2 separate regions of the Mus musculus genome follow, and region 1 is linked to region 2. Evidence: chromatin contacts called from public Hi-C data. All regions are on one chromosome and are shown on one strand. The core of a region is the stretch at or near the end of the contact, and the rest is flanking DNA. Distances in the headings are between cores, read along the strand shown.

Region 1 (5,304 bases), core at 1,229-3,728, about 13 Mb before region 2:
GAAGTTGTGATGGTTTGTCTATGCTTGGGCCAGGGAGTGGCACTATTAGAAGTGGCCTTGTTGGAGTAGGTGTGTCACTAAGGGTGTGGGTTTAATTTAATGCCCTAGTCCTAGCTGCCTGGAAGCCAGCATTCTTCTAGCAGCCTTCAGATGAAGATGGAGAACTCTCAGCTCCTCCTGCACCATGCCTGCCTGGATGCAGCCATGTTCCTGCCTTGATGATAATGGGTTGAACCTCTGAACCTGTAAGCCAGCCCCAGTTAAATGCTGTCTTTTATAAGAGTTGCCTTGGTCATGGTGTCTGTTCCCAGCAGTAAAACCCTACGACAGAAGCCATGCAATAATCAAACATTCGTGTCACCAGGAAAAACACGGGAGTAAGTACAAACTCAGCTCTGTAAGCTGTGACCTGACCAACAGGTGCAAGCGGACACTAGGGCTCCCACAGCTTTTTCCAGGAAGGGTTATTTCATCCTTTTAGGGACTAAGTCTCAAGTACCACAGGCTGGCCTAGGACGTATCGTTCATCTGCAGGTGTCCTTCACTTGTTTTGTTGTTGTTTGTTCTGGGTTTTTTGTTTGTCTTTTTGTGCTTGGTTTTCTGGGTTGTTTGTTTGTTTGGTTGGTTGGTTGGTGTCCCTTGAACTCAGAGACCCACCTGCCTCTGCCTCGTTACACTGGGAACTTCTGATCCAATCCTTTTCACTGCAGAACTCCACGGTTTTGTTTCTGAGCCCTTACTGAAACCAACCTGGTGATAAGACTTGGGCTCCAAAGTCCATCTTCCATACAACTGCCAGAACAAGTCTTTGGCTGATGGACTGTGAAATTCCAGCCAGCATAACACCACCACCATGCGCTGGGCAGCTACTGCTCGTCACACGCTGAGGTAAGAACCGAGAGATGAAGATGATCCCCCCGCCCTTTCAAGGTTCGTCAGCTTGACAGGTGCCACAGAGCAAGGCGGTCAACTAAGAAAGGAGGACAAAAAGTGTCGTGTTGCTGGAGTTCCAGGCAGAGCTGTGCCACGGTACCCATAAGAGCCAGCCTCAGCCACCAGTCCTCAACAAGCCAACTACAAAAGCTAAATTAACAGCGACAAGCCAGTGAGGGCGAAGACCCCTGGGGGCTCCGCTCCACCCCAGCTTTATCTCTGGGTCCTAACACAAAAGCAAGGGCCTTTCACATCTTTACCTTATTACTTTTTATTATATGGGTGGTTTTGCCTGCATGCATGTCTGTGTATCACATACATGCCTGGTACCCAATAGAGGCCAAAAGATCACCTGGGACTGGAGACAAAAATAAAACAGAGACGGAAATGTGCCGTCTGAGCTGTTAAGTGCAACCCTCAAATGAGAATGTAGTTTTAAAGTAACTATAATATACAAAGAAATGACTGTAGAAACCTGGAGCGGAGCGGTTAAATAGATGAGCCTTTAAGTTCTCTGTTCTCCAAATGAGCCTCTAAGTTTGCTGTTCTTCACGTTGGAATCACCCCTGCCTTACATATCTTCACATCCTCCATCTCCGACCCAAGTATCACCTTGTTTAAAATGGCGACGCCCCCCTGTCAATGGCCATAATCTAGAATCACTTGGAAAGAGTGTCTCAACAAGGAACTGTCTATATTGAGTCAGCCTGTGTAGGCATAGCTGTTTAGACACTGTCCTGATAGCTCTAACTGAAGGGGGGAAACTCGCTGTTGTGTTGTGACTGACACCATTCTCTAGGTCTGGGCTCTGGACTGTTTAATAGTTGTTTCTCTCGACTCAGACGTGATTTGCAGCTGACTCAAGTTCCTGGCCTGGACTTCCCCGCGATGATGAATGGTAACCTGAAACTACAAACGAAATAACCCTTCTCCCTCTCCTAAGCTGCTTTCTGTCAGATATTTTACTATAGCAAAAGGAACGGAACTCTCCGTTTCCCTATCTTTCCGCTTTTCTCTGCCCTACTCCAACCCGATTCTCGCCCTATCACACGATCCAATTACGTGTAGGCGTGTGGTTGACCTAGAATGCACTGTGCACCAGGACAATGGCCTGTTTTTCTCACTACCTGGTGCCCAGCAGGTTTTCGAGAAACAGTTTTACAGCACTGCAATAACGTCCAGTGACACTGAGGGTCACTGGGGGGGGGCAGCCTCGCTGCAGCAGGTGCCCGGGATCCCCTCTGGCTGCGCGTCGTCTGGGGCCCTGTGGCTCCCCGGTGCGCCCCGGCGCGAGCTGCCAGTGAGACCGGGCTGCCCACCCCACCCCCCGCACTGACCTTGAGTTCCTGCGCGACCTGGGCCTTCTGCCGGTATATGGAGTACAGTACGGCGGTGACCATCGAACTGGTGCCCAGCAGGATGACCTGGCCGAGCGACGGTCGCGAACCGCTCTCCATGGCGACCCCAAGCCGCACCAGCCGCCTCGAAATCACCTGCGACCCCTACGCAGCCGCGCAGCCCTTCCCGGAACCCGTCGCCCGTCGATGACGTAAAAACCGGAAGTGGAGGACGGGGGTGGAGCAAAGACGTTGCCTAGGTGGTTGCGACGTTACTGCGGCCTCCTGGGAAACCGGTGGGGCTGGCTGTGGTCACGTGGGAGCTCTCCCTCCGGGTTTCTAGACGTTCTTGCTCCGTTATTGTTAAATGACATCTAATTTATCCTATGAGAGCGTGCCTTGGTGCACCTATAGAGGGCAGGACTCGATCTGAGCGTCCCGGTTTCTCCTACTTTATGGGTCCTTGGGATGGAACTCAAGTTCTTAGCCATGGTGGCAAAGCACCTTTACTCACTGGTCTGTTTCTCCAGCCCTTGCTGGATTATTTGATGTCGCCGCCGTCAGATGGGGAGCTGAGTAAAACGCGTGTTCAGCACCAAGAAGTGTTAGGCTTTAAGCTATCGGAGAACCTTGAAACCTGGCTTTTAAAGATGAAGAAACTAGCCCGGCGTGGTGACGCACACCTTTAATCCCAGCACTTGGGAGGCAGAGGCAGGCGGATTTCTGAGTTCGAGGCCAGCCTGGTCTACAAAGTAAGTTCCAGGACAATACAGAGAAACCCTGTCTCGAAAAACCAAAAAAGAAGAAGAAGGAGGAAGAGGAAGAAGAAGAAGAGAAGAAAGAAGAAGAAAAAAGAAACTGGGGCCAGAGGGGATGGAGAACATGGTCGGAGCCATACTGCAAAGGAGAGCTGGAGAAAAATTAGTCCAGCTTCAAAGCCCTCAACCACTACACCAGTTGAATTGATTCTACACCAGTTGAATCGCGAAAATAGCTCTTAATCTACTGCCACGCCACCCCCAAAACAGCATACTGCTTATTTAATAATAACAGCAAATATTTTTATTGAGTGACTATTATATGCCTTGTACTGTAGTTCGTATTTCTTAGGCCTGGCCTGTGTTTCACTCCACTATCTAGGGACCAAACCCAGGGTTTCAAGTGTTCTTCCACTTAGCTCCGTCCCAGTCACTCCAGACCAGCATTTGATGCATTCAACCACTGCCACAGTAGAGTTTCAGGAGAGGAAACTGAGGCTTCGGTTAAGAAATACACACAGTCCAGCACTCAGGAAGCAGAGGAAGGCAGACCTCTGAGTTCAAGGCCAGCCTGGTCTACAGAACGAGTTCTAGTACAGTTGGGACTACACAGAGAAGCCTTGTCTCAAAAAAACAAGTGGTGGGGAGAATATAAATACACTCAGACCTTTAACTAAAAATGATAATGGGCTTCAACCCAGGTGACCTTTGGAGAACTCGTCCAACTCCTCTCAGACATCAGAGTCGCCGCAAGTCTTAGCCAGCACATCTGCCTGCAAAGCCTGGGTTCTCCTTGCAGTGTCCTATAGGTTATCCTTTAAATTCCTCAAAATAGACCTAATGATATTCATTGGAGTGCTTTTTAAATAACAAAAGAATAAAAATGATCTAATTCCAATAGTCAGTTGGTTGAATAAAATTTGAAACGTTTGTTGAGGCAGGAAAAACGTTGGGACAGGAAAAAGAAGCACGTTTCTCAGCAATTTGGTCAAAGGCTCTTGCCAGAGAAGAATTCCAGCATAAGGGTGCTAAGACAGCTAGCCGGTAAAGCTCTGCGCTTGCTGTCCAACCTGAGTTCAGTCCCTGGGACCCACGGGATGGAAGGAGAACCGACTGTCAAACACGGTCCTCTGATCTCCGCTCACAGGCTATGGCGTGTATATTGCCAACATGTGCACAACAAATAAATAAATGTAAAATATAATTCCAGCAAAATTAATAATTGCCCAAGGCCTTCCTCCCTTCCCAGCAGTAAACCTGCGATTTTCTAGGAATTTCACCAGAAACCTCATTTGCGGAAAACCTGCAATGTACCAGCTCCCTTCTGCAACCCTAGGGTTCTAAATCGGAATTCTATCCAAGGCAACTGCAATCTCACATATCAAATGACAGGGAGGGGCTTCTTAGCAACTGCTTGAGATGTAGCATGAGAGCCACCTAATGGGTCTAGCTAATGGTAAGCCAGTCAATTGCCATGTTCCCCTGGGGAACCTATTCCCACACTTGGGTGTGTCTTCTCAATGCTTCCTCTAACCCTCAAGATATCTATAATAAAAATCTCCAACTCTGTCTCATTATACTGACTGGCCCTGGAACACTTTTTTTTTTTTCGTTGAAGCCAGGAATCCATTTGATCTGAGTTGAAGTCCCTAAAAGTCTAGGGAAACTCTGCTGTGGGTGACAGTGGGGAGCTGTGTCTCTGTCCCCAGATCCCTGATATCTATGAGTTGAAAAATGAGAAGGCAGACTGCAAATGTGTCTGAATAGGATTCTATTTTTGGTTTCCTTTGCTGTTGTTGAGACAAGATCTCACTGTGTAGTGCTCACTAGCTTAGGACTCACTGTCCTCAAACTCAGAGATTCTCTACCTCTGCCTGCAGAGTAATGGGGTTAAAGATACACTCCTCCATGCCCAACAACCCTATTTACTTTTAAAAGAATGGAGAAGAATACTGCTTTTATGTTCCTTTTGTTTTTGAGTCAGAAGCTCAGATAGTACAGACCAGCCTTCACCTCAATAAGTAGCCAGTGATGACTTTTGAACTCCTAATCTTCTTGCTTGAAGGGCTTTTCAAGTGCAAGAATTACAACCCTGTGTCACTCCTAGCTTAGAAGAGAATGTTTTTGGGTCTCTAGAATGATTCACAAAAGGCTGATCATATTTAGGGTTTTTCTTTTTTTTCTTCCATAGAAGGAAACTGGTTCCTGGAGAATGTTGGCCTCAGCTTCATGATCTTTTGGGAGGTTACGATCCAAAACCTTTTGAGTTGAGGAAG
Region 2 (5,945 bases), core at 2,953-5,452:
ACTCACCACATCTGACACTATGCAGTCCCCCTTTTTATGCCTGCTCCCAGCACTTAAGAGTAGTGCCTAGCAGATAAATAAACTCTAAGGAATGACTAGTTAACAAAAGACAAGTGCAAGAAGAATCCAAGTCTGAGCACTAGAGAACTGCAACGAATTATACAGCCTGCTGACCCCGTGAATTATACAGCCTGCTGACCCCGTGAATTATACAGCCTGCTGACCCCGTGAATTATACAGCCTGCTGACCCCGTGAATTATACAGCCTGCTGACCCCGTGAATTATACAGCCTGCTGACCCCGTGAATTATACAGCCTGCTGACCCCGTGAATTATACAGCCTGCTGACCCCGTGAATTATACAGCCTGCTGACCCCGTGAATTATACAGCCTGCTGACCCCGTGAATTATACAGCCTGCTGACCCCGTGAATTATACAGCCTGCTGACCCTGTGAATTATACAGCCTGCTGACCCTGTGAATTATACAGCCTGCTGACCCTGTGAAGTCTGCACCTGCTGCAGCCTCTAGGGGCGGCTCTGGGCAGTCAGTCAGGAAGCACTCGAAGGATATGAGCTTCCATAATGTCTGTCGATGTCCTGCAGCCACTCCAACATGTCAGCCACAGAGGGGCTCACAACTGAGGGGCGCAGGACGGTGTCAATGTCTAGCACAGCCGCATGCTGCTCGTAGGCCTGAAACACCTGCTCCACGTGGCTGTTGATGGTGTTACGGACCTTGAGGAGGGTGGCTCTGTGGGAAAAGGAGGGTGTTAGGCAGTATCCTAAAAAAAGATAGGGGGTAAGCCTTCTCAAACCACTACTGTCCTGTTAAGTTTTGTTTCAGAGGGGACTCAAACCCTTAGACGTGTTAGGGAAGCGGTCTACCACTGAGCTATACCCTTGTTAATTTAGTATGAGGGAAGGGCATGCACATGACAGAGTATGCTTGGAGATCAGAGGGCTACTTTGTGGCATCCACTCTGTCCTTCCACCTTTCCATGGGCCCGTGGATTGAACCCAGGTCATCAGGCTTACACGGCAAGTGCCTCTACCCCAGGAGCCATCTTAACTGCCCTTGTCTGGCCAGTTCTTCAATGGCAATGTGGGCTCGACATGCACAGACTGCTTGAGAATGTGAGTTATTTCCCCTGTGCATAAAGGCTTCATTGCTCACTGTGTTTCCCAAGAACAGCAAACACACAATCAGTGAATGAATTGTCACTGGAAAGATAAATACTATGATGTGTGTAAAGTGCCTTTGGCAGTGGCTACATAGTATTCGAATGCTGACTCTAAGGAACCCATCACTAAAACAAAGGCTGCAACTTCCCAATGGACAAGGGATCCTCTAGCCCAGAACGCTAGCTCTAAATATCCTACTGTGGCTTATGGTGTAAAAACAGGAAACAATCCAAAATCCTCAAGTGTGTAAGACCTGCTTATAGTCGATGACTAACATCAAGAACAAGCAGAAGCCGGGTGTGGTGGCGCACACCTTTAATCCCAGCACTCAGGAGGCAGAGGCAGGCGGATTTCTGAGTTCGAGGCCAGCCTGGTCTACAAAGTGAGTTCCAGGACAGCCAGGACTATACAGAGAAACCCTGTCTCCAAAAAAACCAAAAAAAAAAAAAAAAAAAAAAAAAAAAGCAGAAAACAGAGTATCTGTGTAACACCTGTGTTGTTACTGTTTCTTGGGCTACTTAGTTACACATGTATCCACTTGTGTGTAGAACCAGGTGGTGGTAAGAAGCCCCAGCTTAAGTGGCAGGCCCACTTCAGATTCCTGGCTCTATTTCTCACGGACTCTGTGATCAGGACAATCAGTTTGAGTTTCCCTTTTCTTGCTTCCAAGTGCATAGACAGGTATAAGGCAGAGGTGTACAAGGTCCCGGACACACAGTCCTTACTCCCAGCTCTCCCTGAACTGCAGTACACCAAGGACAACGACAGAAGAGGGCTGCACTCCTCGCCACCCTCTTCTTTTCTGCTTTTGTAATTTCTTCCATTTATTTAGTTGGTTTGGGGTTATTTTTATTTATTTGTTTGTTTACTTACTTATTTATTTTGAGACTGGGTTTATCTGTGTAGCCCTGGTTGCCTTGGAACTCTCTATGTAGACCAGACTGGCCTTGAACTCAGAGATCTGCTTGTATATGCCTCCTTAGTGCTGAGATTAAACACCTGGCCTGATTTGGGTTGTTTTGTTTTGTTTTAAAGACATGCATGGTCTTACAATGTAGTCCAGGCTGGCCTCGAACTCACAGACATTCAACTTAGCTCCAGCATGATTACTCCTGACTTGCTTTTGTCGATTTCTGTAGGACCCCCTGACTGAGGCTGGGATGCCATGCGGCATTAAGATCTGTCCATCAACAAAGGGGGACAACAGAGCCTCTTACAGCCGCTCAGCTAGCTTGTCCAGAACAACGTCACCAGCCTCCAGCTGCTTGCGCCTCAACCGCTCCTGTAAGTCTGGAAAGGGACGCAGGGCTGGCACATCCTCAAAGCGCAGACTCTGTGCGGCTTGCAGCTGCTCAGCCAGGTTACTGAGAGAGGACAGGAGGGGCGAGCAGTCCTGCAGGGTGCTCTGCCACAGGTTCTGCTGTTCCTCCACCACAGGGAAGCACTTCCTCAGGGCCTCCTGCACAACCAGCAGAGGCTGGTCATGAGCCATTTTCTGGGAAAAAATAAACAAAACAAAAGGGAGTCAGGGTACCAGAAGGGAGGGCCTGCATCAAGGCTGCGTCATTTCCGACCTCAGGAGAAGACCAGCTGTTGGTCTTCAAATAGTCCCAAGGCAATAATGAAAGGTAGGGAGACTTTGGGGGACACAAACAAGAACTCCTAGTCCTGGAAGTGGGCTGACACCTTCAGCCAACAATGAAGGAAGAATTCCTGCAAGTACACTTACCAACTGTGAACAGCCTTTCTTCCTTCCTGCTGTAAATCTTCCATGTTCTAGAAATCTCACCAGGAATCCCATTTACAGAGAAAGGACACACACTACCCCATTTACATCTGTAGGATTTAATACCATCAAAGAATCTTGAAAGCCACCTCACTTACTTCTCTTATCAAACAACTTCTTGTTTGAAGGGAGTCACAAGGGTTTTTAGAAACCCTTTTGAGATGTAAACTGAAAGCCACCAAAATAAGTAATTGTGGCTAATGTAACATGACTTTAATTCCAGCCCTCTGGAAGCAGAGCCGGGTTTTGGGTTTGAGGCCAGCCTGGTCTCAAGAAACTGGGGGAAAAGAAAGAAAATCAACTGCTGATCTCCCTAGAGAATCTCATACCCACGTGGCTATGTCTAACTTTCTGAGATTCTCTGAGGAGCATGCAAGTGTCTTTTATGCCTAGGTGCCTGCCTCTCTCTCTTAATTCTTGTGCTTATGCCTGTATTTAAAACAGCCATAGGCTGGGAGTTGTCGAATGCATCTTTAATCCTAGCACTGGAAAGACAGAAACAAGCAGATCTCTGTGAGTTCGAGGCCAAACTAGTATACACAGAGACTTCCAAGATAGCCAGCGTTATATGGTGAGGCCCCGTAGCAAATATGTTCATGTAACTCTGCTTCATAAATCAGCTAGTGCTGAGTTCTTTTCAGCGTCAGGGCCATCAACTGAGCTCAGCTAGTGCTGAGTTCTTTTCAGCGTCAGGGCCATCAACTGAGCTCAAGTCCTTAAAAGGCTAGGGCAACTCCCCACGCTGCAGAGTGGAGCTGTGTCTCTGTCTTGTAACCGCGGACACTCAAGAATATTGATTCTGGCGGTCCTCTTACCTTCTCTCTGCAGGAAGACCGTTGCTTCGGGTCTTCCGAAGGGGTTTCTTCACGACAGGGCAATCTGCTTTAGACTGCGAGTCTCTGGGGTCTGTCTGTTCCGGGACCTGTGCTTCTGGAGTCAGTCTTGTCGCCTCTCTTTAAGATTTCCAGCCCTAAATCAACAGGAAAACGTAAATCCTGCGATGTCAACGCTGAGTACATCAAAAACTACACCGCGCTTATTCACAAGAACGAACTCACCACTCTACTTCCAGTTAGCACGACTCTGGAGTCGCGAAAAGATGGCGTGTGCCGCAATGACATCTGGGCATTGAAGTCCTCCATGAGGATTGGCTGGCGGAAGGAGAAGAAGCTTTATTGTGATTGGGCGTGGTGAGAACCGTCCTAAGACGGCGATTTGCTATTGGCTAGGCTGTGCCCGTTGAGTTTGAATTGGGTGGCGGTTAACCGAGGAGCCGCCCGTCCCTTAGTTGGAGCTGTGAGGGTTCCTCAGACTGTGTTTTGGGACCTGCAGGTAGGTTTCGGCAGAGTTCTGGAAACCTAGACTCCAACGACTGAACTTTCTCAGCTCTCCGACCGCTCACACCCTCTCCCCGTCTCAGTCGCGGAGCCGGCTGCTTGGCCCCTCGCTCGACGCAGCCAGGCGCCATGGCTCCCAAGAAACGCAGCAGCCGCGGAACCAGGACCAACACGCTGCGGAGCCGGAAGCTCGCCTCCTTCCTGAAGGACTTCGACCGCGAGGGTAAGGGGTGGATTCGCGTGATCGTGGGTTTTGGGTGGGTTGGGACGCGGATGCGACGGCTTCGCACACCTGACGCGGGATCCGTCCGCTTTCACCTCTTTGCAGTGCAAGTTCGAACCAAGCAAATTGAGTCCGACAGACAGACCCTCCTCAAGGAGGTGGAAAATCTGTACAACATCGAGATCCTTCGGCTCCCCAAGGCGCTGCAAGGGATGAAGTGGCTTGACTACTTCGGTAAGAGCTGCTAGCGTTTTCCCCGTGACCAACGAGTGCTTATCTTGAAAGCTTATTGTAGGGACTCATTCAGATGTCCCCTTCTTAATAAGGTCTAAAATAACCACCGGTAGGAAATTGCCATCTGTCATAACTTATAAAAGAATGGTGGGCCCATAGGAAAGAAGTAGGCATGAATTACCCTTCAGATGAGCGCTATTAGGACAGTGCATCTCACCTTCACGTTTGAATGGGAGAGCTTTAGAAGAGATATACCAGAAATAGAATGATGGAGGCCTGAAGGAAGAGGGGCGAGGCCGAGATCTCAAATCTATAGTACAAAGTGAGCTGATAATTGAAGGTTTTTCAGGGGTTGGGGGAGGCTGTTCCGCACTGACATGACCTAACCTATGCTAGCCTACCTGCCAATAGGCAGGGATGCAGTCGCTCAGTAGGACAGTAAGAGTTGTCCTGCAGCTTAACAGCGGAGGGAGAGGACTGTAAGAGCAGGACGCATCATGTCTTCTCAGCATCTCTGTATCCAGGGGGAGTGTTTTGGGAGAACACATCCATCTTTTGGGGAGACCCTACTGCTCAGCCCCACTGGAAACTGCCTGCCATCCAGCCAGGCCAGTGGTAGGCAAACCACTGTCCTTAGCAGGCCAGGTAACAAACAGTCTTGAGTTCTGGAACTGCATTTCTGTTACAGTTCCAAAAGAGCCGTGATGAGTTTGATTTCTGGGCAAACTGAAATGTCAATTTCACATAATTTTCACACATCCGGGAAATACTTGTACAAACTCAGCCTTCTAAAATGAATGAATAAATTAAGAGAAAAATTATTTGTTTTTTGTCAGAGCTCATTTCGGACAGTATCCTCAAACAGCTCTGTCTTGTGAACTACAAAGATAGGAGTAGGCCGGGCAGTGGTGGCGCACGCCTTTAGTCCCAGCACTTGGGAGGCAGGGCAGGTGGATTTCTAAGTTCGAGGCCAGCCTGGTGTACAGAGTGAGTTCAGGGACAGCCAGGGCTATACAGAGAAACCCTGTCTCGAAGAACCAAAATAAAAAACAAAAACAAAAGACAAATCACAAATCATCACGGCCAAATAAATTAACGCAAGCGTTTTCATTAGTGTATGCAGGCTGCCTCCCCCTACGGCTGGGTTTGAGAGATCGGCATTGGATGTGAGGAAGTCAAGT

Evidence for each region. Hi-C and Micro-C count contacts between places; a contact is called where the count stands out from the background.
Region 1: a contact with region 2 is called in a Hi-C map of regulatory T cells, with 17 times the contacts expected there. The contact joins the promoter of Mul1 here to the promoter of Cdca8 in region 2. A contact is called at or near these places in 1 of 39 promoter capture datasets (pre-B cells), 2 of 484 Hi-C or Micro-C datasets (CD4 T cells and regulatory T cells) and 1 of 9 other capture datasets (liver).

What each region holds. Positions count from the first base shown.
Region 1 is chr4:138,431,846-138,437,149 of GRCm38.p6, reverse strand. It overlaps Mul1 (mitochondrial ubiquitin ligase activator of NFKB 1), which reads right to left and starts at 2,478. Exons shown (of 4, transcript NM_026689.3): 1 at 2,271-2,478. The coding sequence starts at 2,390.
Region 2 is chr4:124,935,174-124,941,118 of GRCm38.p6, reverse strand. It overlaps Cdca8 (cell division cycle associated 8), which reads left to right and starts at 4,202. Exons shown (of 10, transcript NM_026560.4): 1 at 4,202-4,530; 2 at 4,636-4,764. The coding sequence starts at 4,437. 9930104L06Rik (RIKEN cDNA 9930104L06 gene) reads right to left here and starts at 4,071. Exons shown (of 5, transcript NM_177573.3): 1 at 3,786-4,071; 2 at 2,402-2,679; 3 at 574-753. The coding sequence starts at 2,676.